Regions from separate parts of the Hordeum vulgare genome. Here region 2 is linked to region 1. Evidence: chromatin contacts called from public Hi-C data. All regions are on one chromosome and are shown on one strand. Each heading gives the region's core, a stretch centred on a gene start, on an enhancer-like site or on the middle of the called end of the contact. The rest is flanking DNA. Distances are from core to core; before and after follow the strand shown. Region 1 holds the start of LOC123413358. Region 2 overlaps LOC123407326 (ranBP2-type zinc finger protein At1g67325).

Region 1 (3,073 bases), core at 469-2,968:
GTTACATCGGGTAGATCTCCATGAAGATCATGGAGAACTTTGTATTGAAGATCCAAGAGAGAGAAGAAGCCATCTAGCTACTAGCTATGGACCCGAAGGTCTGTGGTGAACTACTCACGCATCATCGGAGAGGCAATGGTGTTGATGAAGAAGCCCTCCGTGTCCGAATCCCCCTCCGGAACGGCACCAGAACGGTCCCCAGATGGGATCTTGTGGAGACAGAAGCTTGCGGCGACGGAAAAGTATTTTCATGGCTCTCTCTGGTGGTTCTGGTTTTTTAGGGAATTTATAGGCGAAAGAAGTAGGGCAAAAGAGCCACGTGGGGCCCACAAGCCTGCTAGGCGCGCCCCCAGGCCGCGGCTAGGGGGCTTGTGACCTCCCCCGAGATCCTTTGCCTTGGTTCTCAAGTTCCCTGCGTATCTTCTGTTATGGAAAAAATCATCCCGCAGGTTTTATTCCGTTTGGACTCCGTTTAATATTCTTCTCTAAAAAAGGTCAAAAACACGGAAAAAATAGAAACTGGCACTTGGCACTCAGTTAATAGGTTAGTCCCCAAAAAGATATAAAATAGCATAATCATGCATATAAAACATCAAAAGTTGACAAGATAATAGCATGGAACCATAAAAAATTATAGATACGTTGGAGACGTATCAAGGCCTCTTATCTTCTCACTCTCCAATAGCATGTAGAAGAGAGACCCTTATAAAAGGGTCCAACTTCTTCTCCACTAGCGGGATGAGACTAAACTTTCCACCACCATGTTGTCATGCCACCACCTACATGGGCCCATCACAGATTTCAACATGTAGCACGTGTTGAAATATATTGCCCGCCGCTCTTCATCAGTTCAGGCTTTTAGAGAAACTGAATGGAGCATGAATTCAATATGGTATCAGAGCCAAAAGGTCTTGAGTTTAAAGTTTTACCAACATGGTATTAAAAATAAACGATTATATGGCCTACATCGATCCCACGTGCATGAGATGACATGTGTTTAAAAGGGATTGTGTGGATAATTCCGAATATTAATTCTGAAAGAATTATAATCAGTGGAGATTGAATATGTAGGAGGTATATATGATTGGTTTTGGCTCGTGTGGAGCTGCGAAAGTTCAAAGAAAATAAATTGCAACTTCTCTCGCTCACGCATCCAATTGCATATGATCAATAACGAAGGTAGAGGGTGGCCAGGGTGGGCCATGGCCTATCCTGAGATTTGGAAACAACTTTTATATCATAGAAAAAAACTAAAAAGTAAATATATATATATATATATATATATATATATATATATATATATATATATATATATATATATATGTGGTAACACTGTTGACTCGCCCTGGTCAGTGGACTAGATCCGCCACTGCATGTGAATACAGAGTTGACTAAGAAAAGAGAAGAAGTAAATGGTTGAGGTTACCTAAAAAAAGTTAAGGTTTTACTTATAATATACTTTCTCCATTTTAAAATAAGTGTCAGCACTTATTTTAGAACCAAGGGCGTAGTACTTTCTATGTAAAAAAATTATAAAACCGATAGCTAATAATTAAGAGAGTACGAAATTGCTGGTACCAAAATTCCATACAAAAATTGAGAGAAAACTGTCCAAACTGGCCTGGAAAATTTCCGGCTCTGACAGATGGACATGAGCCCGGTACGAAGTTGACAGCGGAGCATGTCAGGAACCACACACTCACGCCCATGTCTAGTTGTGTACGACGGCTGCGGGTGATTGGCAGAGACCAGAGACCGAGTTCGGTGTAGGCGCAAAAACGATAAGCTCCATCAGTGGCTGGCTCCGCTCTGCCTCTCTCTCTCTCTCTCTCTCTCTCTCTCTCTCTCTCTCTCTCTTCCCTGAGCTCTCTGTCACTCCATGAGTCCATGTCCATGCACAGGTAAAGCTGCCGCGTCCTAGAAGATCCAGGCGATGGGATGAGGCCCACTGCGGCAGCAACCGGACCTTCCTTCTTCCTCCCCAGATGCCAGTCGGTCCCGGCCCCGGCATCATCAAGGGCGGCAGGAGTAGCAGCAGCTGCCGATCCATGCAAGCCGCCCAACAAGGCGATCCGGTCATGGCGAGCCGCGTCGGCAGGCAGCAACGGCGGCGACGAGCGCGGCCAGTCCGTGTCGACGGTGGCGACGACACCGTCGGGAAGGCGGGCCCGGCTGTCGGCGAGGCGGCGGGAGAGCATCAGGCTCCTGGACGCGCTGCCGGACCAGGGCGGCATCGGCGAGTTCCTGCGGCACCCCGCCGGCGTGGAGTCCCTGCTCAACACCCGGGCGCTGCAGAGCTTCGCGCCGGTGGAGTCGGAGTCGGACGGCACCTTCAGGTGCACGCTGCACCCCATGGGCTTCCTCGGCTTCCAGGTCGCACCGGTCCTGGACCTCCGCGTCACCCCGACCCGCGACGACTGCACCGTCGAGATGCTCTCCTGCAGGGTACTAACACACACATGCTTCATTCCATGGACCTATTCTCCCTGTCCCTGTGACTGATACATACAGATGAAAATGAATTGTTTGCTGAACCGTGTTCGATTTGCCTTTGGTGACAGTTTGAGGGTTCGGACTCCATCGAGCAGCAGAATGAGCTCTTTTCAGGTCATCACTCATCAGCCCATGCTTAGCTAACATTCTTCGCAAGCATTTTATCTCTGTCAGGCTGCATGCATCGTTCAGATGCAGAGGCCGGGCTAATCTTCCTTTTCTATTTTTTTTTAATCTCTACCAGTGGTGGAATGGTTGCATCAGTTATTCAGTTAGTTTATGTTCTGCTCATAGTTTCACCCTCGCAGCATAAGGTTTTTGCTTTAACATTTGAGTATACCTGCCCAATAGATTTTTTTTTTAGAAAAAGAGTGTTACCTCCGGCCTCTGCATCAGCACGATGCATACGGTCCTTTTATTAAAATAAACAAACGGATGTCGGTTCATAGTTTCCAACAAAGCAGTAAAGAATAAATAGTAGATCAAAAGGTGCCACAACCGGTAAAACAGGCCTAGATGCCTAACCATCTATCCTATTACTGGACCGCCATCTAAACCGGTTGAAGATATCCCGCGCTAC
Region 2 (2,802 bases), core at 149-2,648, 170 kb after region 1:
CTAGAGGTCCAATCAGAAGTGCATATGATCCAAGTATGGAAAGTGTGTTAGCGTATGCTTCTCCCTCATTGCACATAATAAGTATCTATCATGTTATATTCAATTGTCTATGGACAATATTTTCTTGCGTTACACAAAATGCTTTCTAGTACTAAACAACCTTAAAATTTTATTTACTTGCTCTTTATTTTTCCGCAAAATAGTTTCATATTTGTTCTAGGTAAACTAAGCATTTGTGCGCGTAGAGTTGTATCGATGGTCGATAGAACTTGAGAGAATATTAATTCTATCTTTAGCTCTTCATTGGATTCGACAGTCTTACTTATCGAAAAAGACTACAAACGATCCCCTACACTTATGGGTTATCAATAGGTATTGTGTCATTTGAATGCATAGAAAGACGATGTCTCTACGAATTTCTCCATTTCTTTGCTAGAGCGTTATTCTTTTTAACGAGAGTCTCATCCCGTCTATATGTTTTTTTACATGAGTTGTTTCCAACAATAGTTTTCACATTGACGTATCTTTTCTTCATGAGGAATTGGGAACAGTTGTGTAAAAATATGTTGGTTACTTCAACTAGGATTGAACTCTTTCCTTCGGCCTCACGTGAGGCGGCTAGGGCACTCTCCCCTCCAAGCTTCGCCTTCCAGCCCGCGGATCCACCTCCTCGTTGTGTGCCACTCATGAGGCCGGTGATGGGGAGGGGATCTCAACGCCTCATTTCCGGCTAGTAGTTTAGGAGGGAGGGGGTCTTAAAGTGGTGGTGCTTTGGCGGATGACGGCGTTTCATGTTCGAGCTAATCTTTCGGGCTTCGATCCTTCTCAACTTTATTCGTCGGGAAAGAGCCATCGGAGCTCTGGTGTAGATTCATGCAACCTCCTTAGAGTGGTAAGGTTAAGGTTTTTTGTCATGTTTATGTGACGGCGAGATTTGATGGTAGGCGCTTCAAGTCAAATTAAGGGTTCAACATCGACGACCGCAACTATGGGTGTTGATCCTTATGGGCATGTGAACGAAGACTTCATGGCTATCATCGACAAGATCAGATCAGCTCCGTTAGCAGAGAGACGACAGCGACATGTCAATGCCTCGTCCTCGCGACGGTAATGGTCGTTCGGTGCTCCAGATCCTCTACGTAATTATTATTATTATTGAGGGTGTTTTGTAGAACCTTTGTAATATATCCAGGGCCTTCTCCCAAATATATATATATACATGTGAAGAGATTGAAATACGAGAGATCGCCGAATACAGGTGCGAGTAATGCACGTGCTTTCTTCGGCGTGCGACGGACGCATCAGGTACATCTGGGGATGTCCATTGTCTAGCACAGTCAGACCTCACGCCGCACGCACACACGCATGGCGCGGAGCCCACGTCGCGTGTACGTTTGGCATGGATAGTTGGCCGCTTGTATGCCACTGCGCCCGCGCACCACGTCAGAGATATCTCTTTGCGCCGCGCGGAAGTATCGCACCGATTTCCATTTTTCTTTTATTATATTATAAACCGATTTCCATTTTTCTTTTATTATATTGCACCGATTTAGCGCCGTACGCGGCGCGGCGGCTAACTACCCCCGACCGTGATGGTATTCATGTGTCGACGATTTGATTAGCAGCGTGCCTTTTGGGGGGGCAACTATTGGCGTGTGTGCTTTTTCCGTCAAATAGATTCACCAAAATCGACGTGATATTCGTATAAGCTTTCGTTGTAATATTTGGCCGAATGGTTATAACGATATTAACCAACCAATATGGGAACATCGTTGTTCCAAGAAATACAATGTAGCAGAATGAATAGTTTACATCAGATTCAAACGAATATATAATCGATTGCAAAATCAACAAAGCCAACCAATCCTCTCGTAAAATAGTAAAGAAAGTTGCAAGAATGTGAACAAAAGTGGAAGCACACAAACAAATCTAAACCAAGCTGTGCCAAGATGGCTGTGAGCAACACCGTCGATTGCCTGACAGAGTATTGGTCCACACAGTACAAACGTTTTCCAAGAAAAGTGAAATGGTTACTTGTCATCTTGTAAACTACTCTCTTGCAACTCATTGAGAGCTGCCATTCGCAAGGCATGCGAACTCGTCGGTACCGGTAGTCCAGCAGCATGGCCCGGAAGATCCTTCTCGATTAGAACACAGTTGTCTTCAAAGTCGTGTGAAAGTTGCAGCTTTGATAAAAGCTTTCCCGTATTACATGCCAAAAACTAATTTCAATGGCAGCCAGTCAGTCAAAGAGCACCAATCCAACCAAGCATGCCACGTTATGCACACTCCACAATGCGATTATGCACAACTCACTGTTCCATCATGTATCATCTCTGCTACGCTCCAGAGAACATGGTAGCATATGAACATTACAGGATAATGGTGAGCTCTAGGGAGTCCATTAGAAAGCAACATGCCTAGCTTCAACCTTTATTTCACGAAAAATGGCAGATGGCATGTATCAATTATTATTATTATTATTAACCATCAAGGAAAATTGATAAGTACTAGGACAGACTAAGTTACGGATCAAAAATTGTTTTACTCCCCCCGTCCCACAATGTAGGCGTTTTTGCAAGCTTGGGACAGTGGGAGTAGCAGTTCCCCCTCGTAAATGTATTACCAAAATGATGGAAATCAAGGTAAACAGGCCATGGTCTGAACAGATATGCCTAAAAAAATGTTTAGCTAGTCATTTCACCAATACAACAAAAGGGGGAGGTTAATCTTCCAGTGATAACGAGGATATGTAGTGGAATTAGCCATGGCGAGTTCGATGTATCTTATTTGTAGACCAAC

What was found. A called contact is a pair of places that touch in the nucleus more often than the background predicts.
Region 2: a Hi-C map of leaf shows a contact between it and region 1, with 5 times the contacts expected there. The contact joins the enhancer-like site here to the promoter of LOC123413358 in region 1. A contact is called at or near these places in 2 of 6 Hi-C or Micro-C datasets (both in leaf) and 1 of 1 datasets of contacts at active chromatin or transcription factors (embryo).

Annotation. Positions count from the first base shown.
Region 1 is chr7H:184,511,216-184,514,288 of MorexV3_pseudomolecules_assembly, forward strand. It overlaps LOC123413358, which reads left to right and starts at 1,719. Exons shown (of 6, transcript XM_045106299.1): 1 at 1,719-2,445; 2 at 2,562-2,607. The coding sequence starts at 1,939.
Region 2 is chr7H:184,685,228-184,688,029 of MorexV3_pseudomolecules_assembly, forward strand. It overlaps LOC123407326 (ranBP2-type zinc finger protein At1g67325), which reads right to left. Exons shown (of 10, transcript XM_045100436.1): 10 at 1,814-2,431. The coding sequence ends at 2,405. Among protein-coding and RNA genes, the nearest start is that of LOC123407326, 5.4 kb to the right of the region's middle. Within about 2 kb of position 1,399, at least 3 of the 3 cell types and tissues checked have open chromatin away from gene starts, as enhancers often do. A contact at or near this core is called in leaf, where this site is marked.